2 separate regions of the Mus musculus genome follow, and region 2 is linked to region 1. The links are chromatin contacts, called in public promoter capture Hi-C maps. All regions are on one chromosome and are shown on one strand. Each heading gives the region's core, a stretch centred on a gene start, on an enhancer-like site or on the middle of the called end of the contact. The rest is flanking DNA. Distances are from core to core; before and after follow the strand shown.

Region 1 (7,013 bases), core at 3,565-6,064:
AGATGATTACTTTCATGCTTTTTCAAGTAGTTTTCCTCCTTGAGATGGCGTTTTCCATCTATTATCCTTTGTAGGGCTAAATTTGTGGAAAGATATTGTGTAAATTTGGTTTTGTCATGAAATATCTTGGTTTCTCCATCTATAGTAATTGAGAGTTTGGCTGGGTATAATAGTCTGGGTTGGCATTTGTGTTCTCTTATGGTCTGTATGAGATCTGTCCAGGATCTTCTGGCTTTTATAGTCTCTGGTGAGAAATCTGGTGTAATTCTAATAGGCCTGCCTTTATATGTTACTTAACCTTTTTCCCTTAGTGCTTTTAATATTCTTTCTTTGTTTAGTGAGTTTGGTATTTTGAGTATTATGTGACAAGAGGAATTTCTTTTCTGGACCAATCTATTTGGAGTTCTGTAGGCTTCTTGTATGTTCATGGACATCTCTTTCTTTAGGTTAAGGAAGTTTTCTTCTATAATTTTGTTGAAGATACTTACTGCCCCTTTAAGTTGGGAATCTTCACTCTCTTCTCTACCTATTATCGTTAGGTTTGATTTTCTCATTGTGTCCTTGATTTCCTGGATGTTTTGGGTTAGGAGTTTTTTCCATTTTGCATTTTTTTTACTATTGTGTCAATGTTTTCTATGGTATCTTCTGCACCTGAGATTCTCTCTTCTATCTCTTGTATTCTGTTGGTGATGCTCACATCTATGACTCCTAGTCTCTTTCCTAGGTTTTCTATCTCCAATGTTGTCTCCCTTTGTGATTTCTTTATTATTTCTATTTCCATTTTTAGATCCTGGATAGTTTTGCTTAGTTCCTTCACCTGTTTGGTTGTGTTTTCCTGTAATTCTTTAAGGGATTTTTGTGCTTCCTCTTTAAGATCTTCTATCTGTTTACCTGTGGTCTCTTGTATTTCTTTAAGGGAGTTATTTATGTCCTTCTTAAATTCCTCTATCATCACCATGTAATGTGACTTTAAATCTGGTCTTGCTTTTCTGGTGTGTTGGGGTAACCAGGGTTTACTGTGGTGGCAGAACTGGGTTCTGATGATGCCAAATAATCTTGGTTTCTGTTGCTTATGTTCTTGAATTTGTCTTTTGCCATCTGGTTATCTCTGGTGTTTGCTGGTCTTGCTGTCTCTGATTTTGGCTTGTCCCTCCTGCAAGCCTGTGTGTCAGTACTCCTGGAAGACCAGTTCTCTCCAGGAGGAATTTGGGTATGGAGAGCTATGGTACAGGGTCAGCTCTGGTATGCAAATAGAGACCAGAAGGATCCTGTCCCCAGCTGATTTTTGTTTCCTATGTCCTGATGGCTCTGTGAGGGTCCCTCTTGGACCAGGAATGTGAAAAGAAGTGGTGATCTTACCTGTGCTTGCAGGTGTGTAGGCACTCCTGGGAGACCAGCTTAATCCTGGCAGTATTTGTGTATGCAGCTCTGTGGCACAGCATCAGCTCTGGGCACAGACAGAGACTGGAAGGCTCCTGTCCCAGGCAACCCCTTGGTTCCTGTGTCGTGAGGGCTCTGGGCTGGTTCCTCTGAGCAGCAGTGGTGGTCCTACCTGTACTCATAGGTCTATCCACACTCCTGCGAGGCTCACTCCCTCTCTGTGCTATTTGGGTGTGAAGCCCTGTGGCAAAGGATCTCAAATGTTTTCCTTCCTCTCCTTCTATTATATAATACAGCACTAAGTTGATATCAGTAGTTAAGTTTTTAATCTATATTAGTATATTTAAATTGTAAATATTCCAAAAGGGACTTTACTATTTTGTCTTGGAGAATAATTAGTGTTTTGGGTGTGGTGTGGGGATAGTTATATCATGTTAGGTAAAACTATGACACCATTGTCTTTTGTTTGTTTTAAGACGGGTTCTCATAGATACCTAGTTTGTTTCATTTAAGACAGGATCGGGCCAGGCTTGGTGGCACAAGCCTTTAATCCCAACACTCAGGAGGCAGAGGCAGGTGGATTTCTGAGGCTAGCCTGGTCTACAAAGTGAGTTCCAGGGCTATACAGAGAAACCGTGTCTCAAAAAAATAAAATAAAATTTTAAAAAGACAGGATCGGTAGCTCTGTAGCTCAGGATAAACTTGAACTTCTGATCTGCTTACTGAACATCCCAACTTTAAGGATTATATCTGTGTACCACCATGACCAACTTATGTGGGACTGGGATTCAAACCCAGGCCTTCATACATGTTGGGCAAGCACCCTATCAATTATGCCTCATTACAACCATTGTTATTGTCTTTATTTGGAAATTAAGTGTAACATAAGAAGTGGTGGGGTGTCAAAGGAGAAACATGTGATGGTTGTTCTTGATTATAAATTTAATGGGATCTAGAATGACCTGAAAAATACTCTTCTGATTGTATTTGTGAGAATGACTCCAGAGATTAGCTGAACATCCATTCTCAGATTGGGTGGCACCTTCTAACAGGCAGCCCTATGTAGAGAGGGTTAAGGAAAATCCAGTGTGTGCCTGCCCACCTTCACTTCTTCCTGAGTGCATCTGTCATTACTTTTGCCATGCTCCACTGATATTATACTCAAGGTTCTTCAGCCTTCCAACATGGTCTCAATATAAAAGATCAGAGACTCTTTTGGGAATGGGAAAGTGAGGAAAGGAGGGAGGGAGGAAGAGAGGGAAGGAGGGAGGGAGGCGAGTCCTGTGTCCTGTGTCTTCAATGCTGAGACACCAACTCTGTGGACAGAGTAGCCACTGAATTCTTTGGCTCCAAAGCAGTGATTGTCAACCTTCCTAATGCTGAAACCCTTTAAGACAGTTAGTTCCTTGTGCTGTAGTGACCCCAAACATAAAATTATTTTCACTCTTACTTCATAACTCTAATTTTGCTACTGTTGTGAGTCATAATGTAAATAATTTTGGAAATAGAGGTTTGTTGAAGGGATTATAGCCCACAGGTTGAGAACCATTGCTATAAAAGATATTAATGGTTGTTTTTTTAATACCCAGAACCTATCATACAAATCATCTAAATCAATCTCTCTGTCTCTCTGTCTCTGTCTCTGTCTCTGTCTCTCTCTCTCTCTCTCTCTCTCTCTCTCTCTGTGTGTGTGTGTGTGTGTGTGTGTGTGTGTGTGTGTGTGTGTGTGTTGGTTTGAATATGCTTGGCCCAGGGAGTGGCACTAATAGTGTGAGACCCCGACTTAAAGCGTCTCCCCCAAGCTTGTTTTCCCTGATTTCTAAAAATACAGCCAGAAAGAAGCTCTTTGTTCTCTATAGCCAGCAAAAAAGCCTTTTTGTTTCTATACCTTACAACCAGAGTTGTGATAATTGTAAAAAGACCTAGCCAGGTACTTGCCTGGCTCCCTGTGCCAAGGACACGGAGATAGACTCCACAAAGAAGAGCTACAACTCACTCCCCACTCCTCATGCCTTGTAATTTTACCAAGGACACCCGCCAGAGATGAGCTGTAGCCAACTCATCCTCCCAACTCCTCCCAATTCCTCACGTTTTTCCTCTAAAAGCCCCCTACTGTTACCGATAGGGAGCTCATCCTCAGCTGACAATAAAGCCTCTTGCAGTTTTGCATCAGGTGTGGTTTTCTCTCGAGTTATTGGAGTGCTGGCCAGCTCATCCCGGGACTTGAGCGGAAGTCTCCCCAGTTTCGGGGTCTAACAATAGTAGGTGTGGCCTTGTTGGAAGAAGTGTGTCACTGTAGGGATGGGCTTAGAGACCCTTCTCCTAGCTTCCTGGAAGCCAGTCTTCTCCTGTTCTTATTTTTATTCTGTATAAGTTCATCAGCCAATGAGGTTACTTGATCGTGTCTTCAAAACTTTTAAGTCCAAAGTGCTCCTCATAAGCAAGAGCCTCTTCCCCCAGTCACTCTATGGTGTCCTATTCTCAGGGCCTTTGAGAGTCAGTCATAGTTACAAACACATTCAATTACAAATGAAAAAGATGTCCCCTTTTGATTTCAATTCCCTTGAACTTGGTTGACTTTAAGGCAGAGAATGTATGACCCAGTCTTGCAATCCAGGTCTCTTTGTATGCATGCTCAATTAGTATTTTTTAAATGTCTTCTTTGAATCCATCTGTTCACTGTGACATAAGGTCAGTCATTTGTCTCTACCAAGAAGCAGAGGCTCAGTTCAAATCTCAGTTCCTCCCTCTCCCCCTACAGTGCTGGTCCTGTCTATTTTCAATAATTTTCTGGGTGTCACCCTGAAGAATGTCAACCATGTCCTCAGCTCTGACATTGTCATGGAATTCAAAGAGCATGGGTCCCAACGATAAACATATCACTGGAAGCTGGATTCATCTGGAATTTTTTTCGTTACTTCCCATATGTCACTGAGTGTCTTCTCTTGCTTACTCAGTAAAAGTCCCAGTATCCGAAAAAGAACCAAAGAACTACAAAGAAAAATCCAGGTCTATGATTTAACACGCTTGGTCTTGTGTGTCTCTGCGGTTGGACGAGAGGAAAGCTTACACACTGCTTTAAAAAGATTTTTTTACTGGCAGCTTATGATCAGGACTTCGTAATTTAATATGTTTTCTAACTCTGAAACTAGTTTGTTGCAATGAGGAGCTACCAAAAGTATGTAAGTGTCAAGAGTTAGCCAGGAAAAACAGAAGCATTTATTAAAACTTTTGCTTAATTGTCTGAAACCTGGAGCAGCCACTTGCAGCTCGTGTTCCAGGGAACTGCGGATTCCAATGCGTAAAGGTGCCACTTAAGGAAGCCCGGCTGCGCACCCACGCTAGGTAGCTGAATTCAACCAGGAAACGTGGCAAGCGAACAGCCAATCAGGCCACTCTGAGTGCAGAAGTGATTCGTCGGTTCCGGCGCAGTGGGTGGGTCCTGCAGCTCCGGGCGCGGCTCTTGCCTTGGGTCCCTCGCCCCCGCTGCTATCGCGGCTTCCGGCGGCGGGCGAGCGCCCCGCTGCTTCCTACGCTGCGGATTGGACCGCTGGAGCCCCGCGCCTCCACAGCTGCTTAGAGAAGGAGGCGACAGCAGACCTCTTTGGAGGACAACACAGGTCCTGCCCTCTTTACCCTCCCCTGTTCCCAATCCCACCGCCCTGGGGAACTGCCTAGTGCCCGAAGGTCAGGAAGGCACGGACCGCCACTGCTTCCAGACCCGAGGCTGGTTTCTGCCGCTTCCAGGCTCTTCCCCCTCCCTTCGCGGCCCTGAGGACCGTGGAGGCACTGGTTGCTAGGTGCAACCTTTTGATATTGTAGTCTACAAAGTTCACTCTGGAGAACAAAATCGCATAAAGAAACTTAACATTTTACAGTTTTGTGTTTGGCCTGTATTCACAGCTGCCCTCAGCTACAGGTTGGACAGGTCTGAGCAGTTAATGAGTCAAACTTTTGACCAAGTATTTATGTTTGATAAAAGATCTCTATTGGAGATCCTCTATTGGAAAACTGTATTTATCTCCAGATCTTTGACATCTTTCCCATGTTTACATTTTTTGAGGCAATGTATAGAACTAACATGCTTCCACTACATTTTTGTGATTTATCTTGATTTATCATTTCTATCTTTCTTTGCCTCGCTTTCCTACTGCCAGTGTCTTCCAAATTTTCATCTGCTGTTTTGTCTGGTTGTTGTTGTTGTTGTTGTTGTTGTTGTTGTTGTTGTTGTTGTTGTTGTTTGGGGGTTTTTTTGGTTTTCTGTAGCTTTAAGTAGTGCTTTTGACACCAAAGCATGAACAGGTGGACACATGCACACTGCCTTAGATGAAGATATTAACACCTCTACTATCAGCTATGCCTAAACATTTACATTGAATTCTCATGCATTTAACAAGTATTGAGACACTGTTGTTGGCATCAAGAATACACTGAGCAAAACTGAAGATAACTCTGTATTAAACGTACCACGACATTAGGATATTGTAAGAAAAACAGAAAATATGAATAGTAAATTTCTAGTGTGTGAATTAAGAAACCCACAGACTCTGGTAAATGATATCAACAGTGAGATCGTGGAAACAGTCTCAGTTGGAAGAGTGTGATTCCAAATAGGGTAAAATGAACAGACCCCGGGTCCAAGCACTGCACATAGCACTGAGGAGAATATGGCTGCCACGGGTGCAGTTGGGAGAGTAAGAAGACTTAGGCATCTGCCTAGCATGCTTGAGATTCTTGTTAAATCCCCAGCATTTCAGAACAGTCGAGGGGGTGAGGGGGTGAAAGGAGGATGCTTACTCCATGATCCCTCCGCTGGAGCGTACATGGGCCTTTGAGTTCAGTATTCGTTAGTGCACAACTGGATCTTAGGATTCTGGATCTCATGGCTGGGTGGAGACGGTGGAAGCAGAGAGACAGAAAGCAGGGGAAACAGCAAGAAGGAGTAACAACCTGAGGACGACCTGATCTCAGTCCTACAGGCTTCTGCTCTCGTTCCTACAAAACGCCCTTCTGCCAGACTCAACACAGTGGTTTCTTCCTCTCTGCTTTTGAATTTGTCCTCTACCCTGAAGCTGGGGAAGATGGGTGATTTTCCCGAAGTAGAATATTGGAAACCTGGGCCAATCAATCACCTATAAAATGAGATCAGTAACAGTTTCTGTCCCAGGTTATGGAATACCAATTATCCATGTAAAGTGCACAAAGCCATGTCTGGTACTCAGCCTGATACTCAAGAGTGTTTTCTGTTATTTTGCCTTATATTTTAAATATATCACTATATATTTGTTACTGTAAAAGCATTTGGGATATAGAAACTATTCCCTAACCCTGATGTATTTGCCAGACACATGTTCAGCATTTAGTTGCCTGGTAAGCACTATTTAGATCCTAAAGATACAGTAGTATTTAAAGCCAGTGTAAATCACCCCTTTACACAGTCTATCTAGGTTACTAAATATATACAGGATGAATTAATAAATATTGCCAAGTATACCAACAACCCTAAGCCACTCATTATTCAAACTCCATACCCACACGTGGCCTGGACAGAAGTCATCAGTATACATCAGTCTATCATTAAGTGATCCTGGTTTTATCCTTTCAAGGGTGGTGATTTCCCCTCTTGCTTCTAA
Region 2 (6,952 bases), core at 1,808-4,307, 3.1 Mb before region 1:
ATCCCATGCTCTCTTCTAAACACTTGTCCTTTTTTCACTTACCAAGGGGAATTTAACACCACAGATCAGATCTTGTTTTAAACAGGCAGTTTAATAATACAGTATTGTCCTTTGCACTTACTGCCTTTACTGAATATTATGTTTATGGTATTTAATCATGTTACTACATAAGATCTGCACTAGTTCATTTGCACTACTACTTTTATTGATTATTTTATTTATTTACATTTCTTTTTTAAGATTTATTTATTTATTTTATGTAAGTACACTGTAGCTGTCTTTAGACACCCCAGAAGAGGGCATCAGATCCCATTACCGATGGTTGTGAACCACCATGTCTTTGCTGGGATTTGAACTCAGGACCTTCAAAAGAGCAGTCAGTGCTCTTAACTGCCAAGCCATCTCTCCAGCCCCAATTATTTACATTTCAAATGTTGTTCCCCCTTTCTGGTCTCCCCTATCCAAACCCCCCATCCCATCCCCTCTCCCCTTTGCCTCTAAGAAGGTACTCACCCCTCTAGCATCCCCCTTCGCTGGGGTAACAAGCCTCCACAGAACCAAGCAACTTCCCTCCCATTGACGCCAGATAAGACAATCCTCTCCTACATATGTATATGGACTCACCCATGTATACTCTCTGATTGGTGGTTTAGTCCCTGGGAGCTCTGCTGGGTCCAGTTACTTGAAATTGTTGTTTTTCCTATTGGGTTGCAATCCAAGAGGAACACTCCTCCAATGCTAGTGGGATCGCAAGCTGATACAGGCACTCTGGAAATCAATCTGGTTGTTCCTCAGAATATTGGAAATATTTCTACCTGAAGACCCAGCTACACCACTATTGGGCACATACCCAAAAGATGCTCCAACACATAACAAGGACACATACTCCACTATCTTTATAGTAGCCTTACTTATAGTAGCCAGAAGCTGGAAACAACCCAGATGTCCCTCAACAGAGGAATGGATACAGAAAATGTGGTGCATTTATACAATGGAATACTACCCAGCTATTTAAAATGATGACTTCATGAATTTTTCAGGCAAATGGATGGAACTAGAAAATATCATCCTGAGTTAGGTAACCTAGACCCAAAAGAACATACATAGAAATGTGGGAACAAAACCACCCCACCTAGGGATCTATACCATCTACAGACACCAAACCCAAACACTATTGCTGATGCCAAGAACTGCTTGAAAAGAAAAGAAAAAAAAAAAAAAAAAAACAGAGTGCAGCGGGCTTGATGGCAGAGGCAAGAGGAAAGAGGAAAGAAGGCCAAATGCATGAATCAGTTCCTCTCTGACCTTGAAGGACTTTATAATTTCAGCAACAGGCAGTTCACCTCGCTAAGAATACAAGGAAATGAAGCAGGGAGGGGACAGAACACCAAGAAGAATGTAAGCCAAGTTGGAAACTGCTCATCACTATTTCCAGAGTGAAACACCATCTGAAGGGTTAGGTTGATTCCATCAAACTCTGGGTCCCTCTTTAGCGCTGAGCCACCTCAACTTCTTCATATTGTATATGATCATAAACTTATTTTTCTAAAATGAAACTATTTTAAAAATTACTCCTTTTCCATTTGAAATGTGTTATTTGTTCTGTCCTAGTAACTCCAACTGTGATGAATTCATTTTAAATAAGCCCTAATATGATCATCATTTTGTTAAATACTAGAGCTAGACTATATTTTCACCCAATTCCTCCCAGAAAACTGTTTTCAAAGAGCCATAAGGATGCTGAGCAATGGAAGGGAACACACACACACACAAACACACAGAACTTTTTTTTTAAGAAAAAGTATTCATCCACCCAGAGACCTAGGGAAGAACCAAACTGTAGTGCCGAAAATAAATAAAAAAAATTCAATGAGATGGTTCCTAGTGATATTCTGCTAGATTCATAGATTGGTGCCTAACTCAGTCGTCATCAGAGAGGCTGCCTCTTGCAGCTGATGGGAGATGTAGAGGCCCACTGACAAACATTAAGAGGAGAAAGAACCTGGGTTGGAGGCCTACATAAGGTCCCGCCCCTTGGAGCTCGGGAAACCCAGCAGAAGACAAGGAAGAATAATTGTGGGAGCCAGAGGGGTCGAACACAGGTGAGGACAGCCTGTAGAATCAACTGAGCAGGGCTTATGGAAGCTCAAAGAAGGGGCAATCATGGAGCCCTCAAGGTTCTGCCCTAGGTTGTCTGCAAATGTGTTATAGTTTGTTGGCTTGGTTTTTTGGGAGGACTCCTAATAGTGGGAGATGGGATGTCTCTGACTTTTTTGCCTGCTCTTGGGACTCTTTTCCTCCTAGTGAGTTTCCTTGTCCACACTTGATGTTAGGGTTTGTGCCTGGTTTTTGTTTTTTTGTTGGTTGTTGTTGTTGTTTGTTTGTTTTTTGCCCCACCCCCTTGTGCCTGGTTTTATTGTGCTTTGGTTGATGTCCCTAGGAGGTCTGCTCTTTTCTAGGGGGAGAAAGGGGAGAAAGGAGAGTGGGGGCTGGGAGGAGTGATGGGAGAGGAGGCTGCAGTCTGGGTATATTGTATGAGAAAAGAATAATTTTTTTTTTTTAAATGTCAGGTATTTGTCCATTACTTTAGCTTTTAGTGCTAACTTAGGTTTTTATTTATGTCAATAAAAGAACATAATACCTGCAGCTTTCCTGGACATAATTTATCTCACTATCACTAATAAAGACTGGGTTTAAACTGGCATCGTCACAAAACCAGCCAGGACTGCAACTCCTCAGGCAAGAGCGCCACATTCCACCACAGGCCCACCCCTCTGACGCAGTTCTCCTCAGGTACTCACTTTCCCGGCATGCTCCGCCCGGAAGGCGCCTCCTCCAAGAACGCCCCAGCCAGCCGACGCAGTGCAAGAGAAACCCGGCAGGGGGCGCCGAGATCCCAGTTCGCCACAGAGCACCGCAGACCTTGAGGCCCGCCCAGCTCGTCGCTCCAGAAACGTCAACACGTCGGGCCGCCCTCCCTCAGACTGCCAGCTAGGCAGGCTCTGATGCGCACGCGCAAACGCGGTAGCCACGCGCCGAGTTACTGCGCATGCGTCCTCTGAGACGTGCCTCCGCCCCTCTGCTCCCCCTCTCCCCGCGCGCGCACACACAGCTCGGAGTTTCCCTTTCCGGGCCCCCGAGAGGAGGGGCTGAGGTGAGAGCATGAGGTTGTCGCTGGCTGCCGCTATCTCCCACGGCCGCGTCTACCGCCGCCTGGGCCTGGGTCCGGAGTCCCGCATCCATCTGCTGCGGAACTTGCTCACGGGCCTAGTTCGCCACGAACGCATCGAGGCGACATGGGCACGCGCGGACGAGATGAGGGGCTACGCGGAGAAGGTGAGAGCCAAGCTATTCACCGCCGGGTCCAGCCTCAGACCGCCGCTCTGGCCGTGTGTGGGGAGTAGGGCCACGCTGGGAGAACTTTCCACGGTAGCGAATTCCCGTGTGGCACTCAGCTGAACGCGTCACTCCTGCGCAGCAAATGGAAGGCTGGTTGGGGCTCCGAAGGAAGGAGCGCCCAGAATTAGCTTAGCTGGTGGGATGGTTGGATGAAGGTAAGACAGAAGAGTAAGGTGGGCGCCTCGGTTCTTGACTCGTCTTGCATCCATGTGTTTTGTCCTCACAGCTCATCGATTATGGAAAGCTGGGCGACACCAACGAACGAGCCATGCGTATGGCTGACTTCTGGCTCACAGTGAGTGCTCCCTACCTGCTAGTGAGGAAGGAATCCTTAGAGAACCGGGTACCTGGCAGATTGAAGGCAGGGCATTCTTTTATGTACCAGACTTGCGAACTACCTTAGACACGTATTTCTCTTATTTGACTTGGGTAAAATGAGCATCCGCATAACTTCCTGTAAGTGTTTCTGTGTAACTTGGTACCTGAATGGGTGGTGGGAAAGCCTGTGAAGATGGTTTTGAACCCTACCTCTGGGAATAATCTATAGTTAAATGCCTCTACAGTTGTGACTATTTTTTCTGATTAACTCTCCCCATCTAGGAGAAGGACTTGATCCCAAAGCTGTTTAAAGTGCTAGCGCCTCGGTTCCAAGGTCAGAATGGGAACTACACAAGAATGCTACAGATCCCGAATCGGAAGGAGCAAGATCGGGCCAAGATGGCGGTGATAGAATATAAAGGGAACTACCTCCCTCCCCTGCCTCTGCCTCACAGAGACAGCAACCTTACTCTCCTAAACCAGCTGCTCCTGGGACTGCAGCAGGACCTGCACCATAACCAGGACGCAAGCCTCCACAGCTCCTGTACAGTTCAAACACCAAAGACTTAACTGGAGCTGGAGAGTGGTGCATAGGTGTGGTGCCCGTGTTCGTGGGTCTTGGAGCTCGTGTAGTGTGTGAGGCCTGGAAGTAGCATTGTAAAGCCCCCTCATAATGAGACCCAGACCTCCCTGCTGACTCACACGATCCTCTTTGCACAGAAGATAAAAGTCTTAATATGAATATAAGATATTGACTTTCTTGTCCTTCCCTAGGATTTATGGAAAGTAAGAGGCATCCAGATGCTCAGCCTCCTAAGACAGTAAATTCACAACTTAGGTTCTAAATTCTAGGTCTAGTTTTGCTTGTTTGTTGGAGGGGAGGGGATCTTGCTGTGTAATCCAGACTATATCCACCATGCAGCAGTCCTCCTGTCCCTGTGTTCCCAAGTGTTCACCACCACACAGTGCCAGTTTGCTTTGGTTTTGTTTTTTCTGAGACAGTTTCTTTGACTGTCTTAGAACTCTGTTTGTAGACCAGGTTGGCCTTGAACTAAGCGATCCACCTGCCTCTGCCTCCTCAGTACTAGGATTAAAGGTATGGGGCACTACCTCCTGGCTCAGTTTGCTTATCTCAACACTAATTTAGATGGGCCCTGTACCTCTTGATTCCAAACCATCTTCCTATGGTGACTGGCTGACGTCCAGCATAGAGACCCACCGTTGGAATTCCTTTTTTGCTTTTATAAGTTATACATGAGAATCTTTATGAATCCTATGAGACTAGGTTTCACCTTGGCATCTTCATACATATCTACCAATGTCTTTTGACCATGCTTACCACCACATGCATGCACCCTATTGTCCTGCCTATTTCAACTAGTCCCCCTTCCACTTGATGTCTTTTTATGTGTGTGATTATGTCCTGGCGAGTTTCATTAGTCCTGCTTACAGGAGCATGTGTGTGTCTTACCAATGGCTGTACCACTGTCTGTCCATCCACAAAGGAGGGTGCAGCCGCCTGAGCTTCTAACCCCCTTCTTAACAGGATTTTGACAGGCTACTATGAGAGCAAGCATTCAGTCCCAAGAGATTGCTTCCTGATAACTAGCTGTGTGAGCCTCTGTACAGGAATCTTCAAATAACATGGTACCCCTAAAACTGAGAATTGTTTCTAGGCAAGGTCACATTTGTTTCACTCAATGTCTGAATGGGTTTTGAATGTGGACTCAAATAGATGTATCACCACCCTGATCATAGATAGGGCTGTAGGCATCTGCCAGGATGTTGGCCTTCCGGATAAGTTCCTTCCTCTTAGAGGGTGTGAAGAGGAAGGTTGATAGAGAGTGATGCATTAGAAAGTTAAGCCTGCTGGGAATTTCCTGGAAGCTTTTGTTGCCAAAAGTGGACCTCTGTGGGAACCCAGAAAGAGGAAATCCTGTTTCAGAATGGCCAGGGTATGTGAGAAGCATGGAGCTTATTTATATCCACTAAATATGGGATATGACCCATCCTGGCTGCTGTTCTGTATGTTCAGAGACTTGACCAGGGAGTCATGGAAAGAAGTTCTCCTGAACAATTAGTGCAGCACCTGAAGGTAGAAGGTCACTGTGGAAGCAGAAAGACATTAGCTTCAGTGACACTATTCTAAGACTCTTTGCCCTACAGCTGCTTACACTAAATCACCTGGTCCCGGCAGAGCTGTCACTCTTCCTTCTGCATAGAACTTGACATGTTTTTTGTAAATCTTTATCCCTTTTCCTATCTTTTGAGCATTTACAAGTTAGATGCCTGAGTCATGACTTGTTCTAGGAAAAGCCCTTCCCTTAAAACCAAATCTTGGAAGACTTTGCAACAGGTAAAATATGAAAGGGCTCTCAGATTTTTTTTTGAACACCCACCATTTGGAGCTTTAATATTTCCCTAAATGTTTTATACTTCTTTATTGAGTAGGGAGGGTACATGCATCTCAGAATGCAGATAGAGGCCAGAGGACAGCTTTCCCAAGTTCTTCCAACCTGTGGTTCCTAGGTATGGAAGACAGGTCATCAGACTTAGTAGCAAGTGCCTTCTGAGCTGTATCTCTACCCCTTCTATTAGAAGCATCCGAATCTCCAGCATCACCTTACATACTAGAGATTGCATACTTCAAGCATATTTGCAGTAAATCTGACCCTGGCTAAAAGTGAAGCATCAGCAGTCAAGGAGCTCACAGTTGTACAGGGCACTACATATCTAATAATCTGGCCCCCCAAAGTTGACAAATCCTAAGACATCTACTGAAGGCTTTGTTAATCTGCCTGTATTTGTAAATAACTGCCTTTGAGTAGACATTGCCTAAATACCAAGCCAAGCCCTTCTCATCGCTTCGAAAGAGTGGTTCTCCACATCGAGTTCCAGATTTTGATCTACACAAACATGGATCCTCTGTGTAGTCTTGGCTGTCCTGGAACTCACTCTGTAGGCTAGGCTGGCCTTGAACTTAGAGATCTTCCTGCCTCTGCCTCCCTTGTGCTGAGATTGAAGGTACATATTGCCATACTCATGGTAAGGATTGGGGGGGAGGGTTTCAATTCTTTACAATAAGGTTGACAAACTAATGTCCCTCACCCACCCAAAAAACCTAACACACTTACTTAAAAGTTTAGCACTATGAACCCAATACCTACCTATCATTTTTAAACCGAGTAACTGTATCCCTGTATCTTAAGTGGAGTCATGTCCTGCTTTATCTCCA

Evidence for each region. Promoter capture Hi-C pulls out the DNA fragments that hold promoters and counts their contacts.
Region 2: a promoter capture Hi-C map of pre-B cells shows a contact between it and region 1. The contact joins the promoter of Mrpl17 here to the promoter of Trim68 in region 1. A contact is called at or near these places in 3 of 39 promoter capture datasets (cranial neural crest, frontonasal cranial neural crest and pre-B cells).

What each region holds. Positions count from the first base shown.
Region 1 is chr7:102,685,128-102,692,140 of GRCm38.p6, reverse strand. It overlaps Trim68 (tripartite motif-containing 68), which reads left to right and starts at 4,814. Exons shown (of 7, transcript NM_198012.4): 1 at 4,814-5,000.
Region 2 is chr7:105,807,192-105,814,143 of GRCm38.p6, reverse strand. Mrpl17 (mitochondrial ribosomal protein L17) reads left to right here and starts at 3,057. Exons shown (of 3, transcript NM_025301.2): 1 at 3,057-3,336; 2 at 3,626-3,694; 3 at 4,000-6,952. The coding sequence starts at 3,163. The coding sequence ends at 4,287.